Regions from separate parts of the Mus musculus genome. Here region 1 is linked to region 2. Evidence: chromatin contacts called from public Micro-C data. All regions are on one chromosome and are shown on one strand. Each heading gives the region's core, a stretch centred on a gene start, on an enhancer-like site or on the middle of the called end of the contact. The rest is flanking DNA. Distances are from core to core; before and after follow the strand shown.

Region 1 (4,940 bases), core at 684-3,183, 530 kb before region 2:
GCCTCAGTCCCATGGGCCCCGTGCCTGGGTTTGGACTATACCTTCCTCTCATTTCTGTAGGTCTTTAAGAGTCTGGGGCCAGGTGTGGTGGTCCCAGCACTCGGGAGGCAGAGGCAGGCAGATTTCTGAGTTCAAGGCCAGCCTGGTCTACAAAGTGAGTTCCAGGACAGCCAAGGCTACACAGAGAAACCCTGTCTTGAAAAACCAAAATAAATAAATAAAATAAAATAAAATAAAAATTTAAAAAAAGTCTGGGACATGCCGTGCACAGTCCCAGCAGGTGGCGCCAGGCCACTGTCCAGTGCTTGCCCACTGAGAAGCCCAGAGCAGATAGCAGGGTGGAAGCTGACAGACAGACTTCAGGTAGACTTTCTATGGCGGGACTGTCCTATAGCAAACAGAACAACTGAGATTGGATCCTATCCTTGGGGATGACCCTGCTGTGGTCTGGATCATTCTGGAATCAGTTCGTGGGTGGTGGTACCCAACACTTCCAAGAACTAGCAGAAAGCAAGAGAGTAGAGGTCACAAGAAGCATCCTTTAGTGAGACGTTCAGGGTGCTTTCAGTCTCCGTCCAGTGGTCCAACATTAGAGGCCAAGAGCTGTCAGCAGCAGCTACCTGCCCAACCTCAGAGGGAGAGAGCCTCAAAGTCAGAGGTGTAGAGGACTCTGAGGGCTCTTACAGGAGCAACAGGGCTGAACAAGTGGAAAGGGACAGAGGGACAGAAAAAGTAGAGAAACTGGACATCTCTAGTAGGGACAGAACCAAGGGGGGAGCTAAAGGAGGGGACGATCAAGAAAACAGAAGATCATCACTCCAGGGTGACAGAAACTCAGGCCAGGGGAGGAAATGCTTCTTATTGTTTCGAGACAGGGTCACATAGTCCAGGGGCTCCAGTTGACTTAGACTTATTGTAAGCATTACTTCTGTGTGCATGGTGTGTGTGTGTGTGTGTGTGTGTGTGTGTGTGTGTGTAAGTCAGAGGGCAACAGGAGGGCATCAATTTTCACCTTTGTTATGTGGGTACCAAGGATTGTTAATTTGGTGGCAAGTGCCTTTACCCACAAGCCATCTCACTGACCCAAGATGTGTTTGACATACTCTCACCAAGAAGACCTGGCTGGCATAGAACTTACAGAGATCCGCCTGCCTCTGGAGTGCTGTGATTAAAAGAGAGTATAATGACATATGGCACATTCACTTATTTTTACATCTATTCATTCATTTGTGGGCTGTACTGGCAGGATGTGCACATGCCACTGCCTGTAGCTGCTCTTGGTCTTGCGTGGGCTGGGGCCTCCAAGTGTTCCCTGTGAAGTGCAAAGGTGCCTTGCAGCCAGCCCTAGGTTCCCCTTTCCTGCAAAGGGTCTGTTTCTCTTCCCTGGGAGCCTGCATTTGACGCCTGGGTAAGCAGGAGGGTCAATGTAGGATAACCCTGTAAGGCTACTTTCCGGTCCGTCATGGGATGATGGCCTGACCCAACCTTCTCTCCACATCCTAGCAACAAACGCACACATCAACTTTTAACTGAAACCTACCACACCTGCTTGCAGGAACCTGGCAAGGTCATTTAGACCGGTGACACACCAGCTTAACTCTTTCTTTTGGCGCTTCCAGGATCCTTGTGCTCTACAGCGAGTACCCCTAAAGCACGAGATCGCTTCATCTGCAACCGTCACTGCTCTCTGGGTGCCAGCGGCGCGCGTTGGGACACAGGAAAAACTCCACCGCACCACCAGAAAGGAGACAAGCTCACACCACAGCGAGAAAGCCCCTCCCACACTCGCGCACGCGCACTGACACGGAGAGGACCAGCCTCCTCGCCCTTAGTTCTCCCATCTGCGCCTGCGCGGGAGAGCTAAACTCACGCTCCGGCTGAGGCCGCGGGCCAATGACGTCACGGTCGGCTCACGGCGCGCGCACGCTAGTGCGCGTCCTCGGATAATGAGGAATTCCTGGATGCTCCGCGCGGGCCCGCGGTGGGCGCTGCGAGGCTTCACCGTGTCGTCGCGGGCGGAGGGGGCGTGAAGACCGTGCTACGGTGGCCGCCGAGGGACAACACTACGGCTCCCACGCTGGGACAAACGCCTCGGGCCCGGCCCGGGAGCGCCCTCCCCTCCGGGCCAGAGCCAGCCGGGGGCAACTGAAGGGCCGCGCGAAGCGACCCCGTCCTCGGCGGCATGTGCCCGCCTTGGCGTCGCACCCCCGGGGCACAAGCTCAGCCGCAGGCCCGGTCCCCAGCACCGTCGGCCCGCCGCATGGTTCCGGACACCGGCACCGCCACGGAGAGGGCACCGGGTGAGCCGCCGAGGACGGGCGGGGACCGGCCACGGACCTAAGGGCCGTCTCCACGGCAACGGCGCCCCGACACCGGAAGTGGCGCCCGCAGAAAACGCGGGCTGAGGGCCGGGGTCGCGCGTAGCCTATGGCTAGTGAGGGTCGTATCTCCACGCGCCGAGTTAGCGGGCCTTGGAGAGCTGGATGTCCTGCTCTAGGGTCCCGTGCTCAGAGACGCGTGCCCCGCGCCGGGCCGCGCCATGGCATGCACCTCCACCCGAGTACACCTGCTGCAGACCGCATCCCCCTCCTGTGCGGTGTCCAGTGACACGCCTGAATGAGGCCATTGCCCTGTCTAGCTGGGTAAAACATAGCTAAGCCTCCCCGGCTCGGGACAGGTTTCCTCCCACTGCGCCTCGGCCGCAGCTGCGCTGGCGGCCATTTGCTCAGGACCTACGGCGGTGACAGAAGCCGTTGGAGTGGAAGTCGCAAAAGCCTGTTGGCGATGTTGCCCTGTCCTGTTACCAACTTTTGGTCTCTAGTGTCCCATAGTTTGAAATTTAGTGTTTTTTTTCCCCCATATGCAAATTAACATAGGCTGCTGCGAATGACAATTGCTTGGTGAAACAAGGAACCACACGCCATTTCTCCTCTCTGTGTCCCAGTTTGGAGAACTCTGACACTATGTCCAGCCTAGATAAGCCAGTAATGCTTTTGTTGTGTACAGGCAGCCCCAGGGAAGAGGTCTTGGTGCCTCAATTTACGGAGCAAGATCAGTGGGAGGTGAGATGGTAACCTGCCAAAATAATGCCAAAGTTCAGGCCCAGCAAGTAACCTTAGGGGCTTGCTATGTGGACACCCCCTTCATCCCAGTCCTCTTGTGACTCTGCATGGAGTGTCCTTGAAGGGGACTGTTATAAGTCACTATGGAAGTAATGGGGAGTACTGGGCAACCAGTAGCCGGGTGTGTGGGTCTTCAAGAAACTAAAGAGTGAGCTTAGCTAGAGCACTACTGTCCCCGTTTTATCCCTGGCAGTCCTAGGGACCCTCTCCCGGCCGGCGGCTGCTGAGGGGCATAGTTACTGTTGCTTTCCTCTCCCAGCACTGGGAGGTAGAATGTTAACCATTGGCCTGCACAGGCTGAGGACTCATGAAAAGAGTCAAAAGTGCATCCTTGGGTTGCAACTGAGTTACTGACAGGGACACCCTTGAGCTCTCACCTGGCATTCTGTATTTCTCCCTGCAGGCCAGCACCTCCCCCAAGGCTCAGCTGAGGGCTCCTAGACGCTGATGACACCTATGCTGGCCATCCGGACACTGCACCGCCACTGCAAAACAGCACTGCCGCCCAGGCCCAATGCCGGTCATGCCCATCCCGCGGCGGGTGCGCTCCTTCCACGGCCCGCACACCACCTGCCTGCACGCAGCCTGCGGACCGCTGAGAACCTCTCACCTGGCTCGCACCAAGTACAACAACTTCGATGTTTATGTCAAGACCCGCTGGCTCTATGGCTTTATACGCTTCCTGCTCTACTTCAGCTGCAGCCTCTTCACAGCGGCCCTTTGGGGCGCGCTGGCCGCGCTCTTCTGCCTACAGTACCTGGGTGTCCGCGTACTGCTGCGCTTCCAGCTCAAGCTGTCAGTGCTGCTGCTGCTGCTGGGGCGCAGGCGCGTGGACTTCCGCCTCATGAACGAGCTGCTTATCTATGGCATCCATGTGACCATGCTGCTGGTTGGGGGGCTGGGCTGGTGCTTCATGGTCTTTGTGGACATGTGAGGGCCCACCCTCCATGGGGCTCCTGATTGTGCCATACCTAGCTTCTCTCTTGGAGGGTGGGGCTGGTAGGGGCTTTTTTTTTTTTTTTTTTTTTTTTTTTTTTGCCCCATCCTGGAGGTAAGGCCTGAAGCACACACTCCCATTGAGGGGAGAAAAGGGCTGAGACTACTCTGTAATGGGAACAGCACACAGTCTCGCTGTTGGCTTCTGCGCTGTCCTTGCTGTGCACGTTACCAGATGTGCTGTCCCCGTTAGCCTCTTGCCTTGGGTTGCCTGTGTGTTTTCAGGTTGTCCAGTGGGTGGCCTGTCTGTCTTTTTTCCACCTTGAGACCTTCTGTGTGACATTCTCACCAACATCAGGCCCACCCAGTGGGACACAAAGGGGTGCCTTTGGGCTGCACAGCCCCTTTATGTGCCCTCCTCCTGGCTGTCCTCAGGGACCCACCTGGCTATACAAGCAGACATACTACTGCCACTAACTGCGCCCACTTTGAGCCCATGGACCACTCTCTGCTGTTCACAAGTAGCCGTGTCAGTCTTGAACCCCAAGTCAGGCCTCAGAGTCACCTTGGTTTGCATAGGTGCAGTTTAGCAGAACAGCATATATGGCATTGGCTAGACCCTGGTACAAGGGAGCACAGGCCCCAAGGCTTGAACTCCAGAGCAGGGGGCTGGTCCACACCCTGGGCAGGTCTGTGTGTCAAGCCATGCTGGAACTCTGCAAACTGAAAGGGCCTAGAAAAACACTTGTGCTTAACCTGGGGAGTTTTTACAGTCTCTGAGGGATGGGGTCTCCAGCAGCCTCCCAGAGTCTTGGCCAGATCTGTAGAAAACGGGAATAAACCGACTGTCCCCCCTCAGTGGTTTTTACTAGTCCTGTGGGC
Region 2 (4,664 bases), core at 1,982-4,481:
GTGAAATCTCAGAAAAAGTCCCAAAGTATTCTGAAGGGTCAGGCTGAGGAGAGCAGATACAGGTACAGGTCACATGAAGGCACCCACCATCCTCACTGACATCTCTGAAGCCTGAGGTAGCCATTCCTGTACACTGACTAGACCCTCCTTCTCTGCTCTGCCCAGTGAAGAAAAGAAAAACTTCCGTAGCAGACATACAATACCAGACAAAAGTGACTACTTTGGTAGAGAGGGTCAAATCTGCTGTGCAGTGCTCCCACCTCTGGGTAAGTCTCCCTGGTACTTGGTAGCCAAGTTAGGCCAGGGCCTGGGATACTCTGCAAAACGTTCACAAAGATTAGACCTCCCATGAAGGTCCCCAAACATGATAATCCCAAGCCTGGGAAAAGTCTGGGGTTTTTGAGGTATGTAGCTCAGAAAAGAAGATACCCTCAGGGCCAGGCATGGTGGCGCACACCTCTAATCCCAGCACTTGGGAGGCAGAGGCAGGAGAATTTCTGAGTTTGAGGCCAATCTGGTCTACAGAGTGAGTTCCAGGACAGCCAGGGCTACACAGAGAAACCCTGTCTCAAAAAAATAAAGAAAGAAGATATCCTCAGCACATGGCTGGCTTGTCCCCACCATGTTCCATGTTCAGGACAGAGCCTACCAGAATCTGAAAATCCAAATGCTAGGAACCTGGCCTCTCGCTTCTGCTCTAGCCCCTTTCCAACTTGACAGCCACAGCGAACAGCTGCTTCTTATGGCCTTCTTTTGTCATAGACCCTCCTGAGTTCCCATTGTCAGGCCTTGAGCGCCATCCATAGCATCTTGACTGAATGTGATACAAGGTGTCTTCATGGTAGGTGAGGTTATTTATCCTCTGCCTACCATGAAAGCGATGTAACCAGGCTATATACAGGCTACCATTCTGCCCAGCTCCTCACAAACCTCAGCACCCAAAAGCACTCAGGGTCATGACTGAGCCCCAAGTACCAAGAATGTGCACTATCTACTACAAGGGGCCCCCGAGATACCAGGGCTAGGAAGCCCTGCTGCCTCCCAAGCCCACACCTGTGTCTCTCTGCCCTGGTCTGGTTAGGACATAGCTGGCCGCTTCCTAGCTCAGAAAAATACAGAGGAGAACCTGGAGCTACAGATGGAGGATTGCGAGGAGAGGCGGACACAGTTAGAGGCCCTGATGAAGAAGCTAGAACTTGAGGAGGCTGTGCTCAAGTTCCACCAGACTCCCAGCGCTGTTGGGTATGTTCCCCGGCTCCTGGATGGCTCCACAGGTACAAGCTAGTAGCTGCACATATCCACTGCCAGTGAATTTGTTCATCTGCAGAAGAGTTGAGGACCTGCCCGCTTGACGCTTAATTATGAGTCCCTGAAGTTGCCACCTGGTTCTGGACCCCTGTGGGCCTACCCTCACTGCTGTGCCCACCTCCCCCTCACTGCTGTGCCCACCTCCCCCTCACTGCTGTGCCCACCTCCCCCTCACTGCTATGCCCACCTCCCCCTCACTGGTGTGCCCTCCCCCCCTCACTGCTGTGCCCACCTCCCCCTCACTGCTGTGCCCTCCTCCCCCTCAGTGCTGTGCCCTCCTCCTCACTGCTGTGCCCTCCTCCTCCTCACTGCTGTGCCCACCCTCCCCCTCACTGCTGTGCCCACCTCCCCCTCACTGCTGTGCCCACCTCCCCCTCACTGCTGTGCCCACCTCCTCCTCCTCACTGCTGTGCCCACCTCCTCCTCCTCCTCACTGCTGTGCCCACCTCCCCCTCACTGCTGTGCCCACCTCCTCCTCCTCACTGCTGTGCCCACCTCCTCCTCCTCCTCACTGCTGTGCCCTCCTTCTCCTCCTCACTGCTGTGCCCTCCTTCTCCTCCTCACTGCTGTGCCCTCCTCCTCCTCACTGCTGTGCTTACCTCCCCCATAGCTTTAACTCTATCCAGAAGAAGATGAAGAACATGCTAGAAGAGGAAGAAGCAAGACTCAAGCAGGCCCAAAACAACATGAATAAGGGCCAGCAGCTGCTGCTGGTCATCCAGACAGGTATTGACAACCTCTACATCCGGCTCATCGGCATCACCTTGCCAACCTTCCAGGTATCAGCCCCCGGGGAGGAGATGCTGTGTACAGGGTCCCTGTGTGGGACCACAGGAAAACCAGCTGCTCCTCTGACCCACAGAAAGAAATAGCAGTCTCTAACACTCTTGATGTGTACGGCAAGCTGGATTATTGTGAGGGAAAGCTTATCTACCTGGCTGAGCGCATGCAAACGTTGTCCAGAAATGAGGAGGTAACCCTGGGCCATGGAGGGGTCCCCACAAAGCCCATGTGCTCTCCAAGATGATAATGGGTGCTGCCCTGCAGGTTGACACAAAGGTGAGGGACACCTTGGAGTCATCAACTCTAAAAGAGAAACATAATACCAGAATTACCTTTGAGGACCCAGAGGAGGACATGATAGGTGAGGCTCTACATGCCGGCCACAGGAAGATGGAGAAGGACGACAAGAACAATAGCTGCAACTAGATAGGGTCTGAACTCAAGACAAGAGATGGCATACATGGTGACTGGGCGCTGAAGGGAAAGGTTTTAATCGATAGACGTTACAGAGGTTTCTTTTTCTGAGACAAAAGGGACGTATATCATGGGATGGGCCAGAAGGGAGCCCAGACCGAACTTTTAGAAGAATTTCTGCTACAGAGGCAAGGTGGGGTGAAAGGATAAGGACAGCTAGTGTGGATAATCTTGGCAAATCCTAGTTGTCTGGCACCTGGCCTTAGGTGACTTAGGGCAGGGGTCTCCAGTCATTGATACATGTCTGAAATGAGCTCCCGGCAGGAGATGGCCTATGGCAGCAAACGCCAACAGGTAGAGGTGGGAGGCTTCTGGAAAGAGGGTGGCAGCCACTCCTTTTCTTGCCTGTTCAGAAACCTTCCAGTTTGCGGATGTGGACCATAGTTACGTCCCTTCGCGGGCGGAGATAAAGAAACAGGCCCAACAGCTGATCGAGGCGAAGCTCAAGGGAGCCAAAAAGAAGAAAAAGTAAACCTGTCTGGGCTGTAGTACAGAAATAAACATTTTTCCAGAACTACACTAGAGGAAGGAGAAACCTCGGGACTCTTGAGGACCGGGAAGCTGATCGTTGGACCAGAGGGGGTTGGTGGCGGCGAGGTGGAGATGCTAGAAAAGGGCGGGACCTAGTGCGCTCTCTGCGCATGCGGCGGCTACGTGTCCCTTTTAGCGTCCCGTAGCCGCGCCGGCGCCAAGATGGCGGCGCTGACGGGTGCCTGGCTGCCGCGCCGAGGGCCGTGGAAGCCGGAGCGGAGCCACAGAGGCTGAGGCCCCAGAACCTCGCTCGAGGCCGCGCCCGCTCCGGCCTCGGGGGAAGCCTGGGCCGGCCGGACATGGTGCGGGGTGCGCTGTGCTGCTGCCGCTGCTGAGCTCGCAGGCCAGCCCGGCTCGCACGTCCAGCAGGAACATGTTCTCCGCGTTGAAGAAGCTGGTGGGGTCGGAGCAGGCCCCAGGCCGGGACAAGAACATCCCCGCCGGGCTGCAGTCCATGAACCAGGCGCTGCAGAGGCGCTTCGCTAAGGGGGTTCAGTATAACAGTGAGTGCGGGCCGCGCCGTCGGGCAGGCCGGGGCGGCTGGCAGGGCCCGGGGCGGCCACCCAGCCTACTAGGGTCTGGAAGAATCAGAGGGTAGGGGCGGACGGGTCCCTGGGTTCTGAGTAGTGGTCGTTCCTTGAGGGACATCACCTGACAGGAGACCTCCAGAGAACAGCTGTGCGGCGACACTAGCGGAGCAGCGGTGGAGGACCCTGATTGGCGCGGGTACCCTGCGGAGAGAGACCATTACATAACCCGAGGGTGCGCGCGCGGGGCTGCGTGTGCCTGCCTCCTCTCCGCCCCCCGCGCCTGCTCTCACTTGAGGCTCCTGAAAGTCGGAGGCTCCTGAAAGTCGGTCGCCTGTGGGCCTTGAGCCTTGATTTTGTTTTTTTGTTTTTTGTTTTGTAAGGGATATGCTTTTTTTTTTTTTTTAATTTCAAGAGGCTCTTAACTCTGCATCCCTGACCCCACAAGAAGAAAAGTCCGCTCTGCCCTTCGTTATAAATTATGTATGTTGTGCAGCGAGAAGCACACGGTTCTCTTGACCTCTTTAGAGTTTTTCCATTTGCAGGTTGAACAATCAAAAGATTCTTGGGCAATGTCGTGGTCTGATATTGTTTACTTCTAAACTATTTCTATACTGCAACATTTTTGAAGCGCGTGCGCGCACACATACATGCACTGGCACATACACACAGTTCACTGTAAGCTGTGCCTCACAGGGTCAGTGATATTTAGGTAATAATGTAACATTATGAAACTTACTAGGAGGATTTTTTGTGCAAATTTAGAAGCAAACAGTGTATGTGTGTTAACTTGGAAGTTTGTATTTCTCTTGACTGAGGAAGAGAATTGAGTCAAATATTCAGTGGTTTGTGTTCTTTGGAATCTATGTTTGGATTCTTTCGTTATTTTTATATAGTATTAATTTGCAGCCCAATTCTAGAAATTAGGCCTGAACTAGGAGCTTCTTGCTTTCTAAACTTACTACCCACTGGACCCACGCCCTGGGGTTCTAAAGAGGAGGGGTCTAGAAGAGCTGAAGTCTTCCATATTTTCCAAGATGC

What was found. A called contact is a pair of places that touch in the nucleus more often than the background predicts.
Region 1: a contact with region 2 is called in a Micro-C map of embryonic stem cells, with 6 times the contacts expected there. The contact joins the promoter of Tmem250-ps here to the promoter of Rabl6 in region 2. A contact is called at or near these places in 2 of 484 Hi-C or Micro-C datasets (embryonic stem cells and palatal mesenchyme), 1 of 115 datasets of contacts at active chromatin or transcription factors (astrocytes) and 1 of 9 other capture datasets (liver).

The regions. Positions count from the first base shown.
Region 1 is chr2:26,137,499-26,142,438 of GRCm38.p6, reverse strand. It overlaps Tmem250-ps (transmembrane protein 250, pseudogene), which reads left to right and starts at 1,933. Exons shown (of 2, transcript NM_001256521.1): 1 at 1,933-2,300; 2 at 3,526-4,940. The coding sequence starts at 3,637. The coding sequence ends at 4,056.
Region 2 is chr2:25,607,048-25,611,711 of GRCm38.p6, reverse strand. Rabl6 (RAB, member RAS oncogene family-like 6) reads left to right here and starts at 3,231. Exons shown (of 15, transcript NM_001024616.2): 1 at 3,231-3,599. The coding sequence starts at 3,470. It overlaps Ccdc183 (coiled-coil domain containing 183), which reads left to right. Exons shown (of 14, transcript NM_029859.1): 9 at 166-266; 10 at 1,082-1,242; 11 at 1,919-2,087; 12 at 2,171-2,281; 13 at 2,356-2,452; 14 at 2,919-3,083. The coding sequence ends at 3,037. It overlaps Fcnaos (a long non-coding RNA gene), which reads right to left and starts at 2,382. Exons shown (of 8, transcript XR_003954003.1): 1 at 2,243-2,382.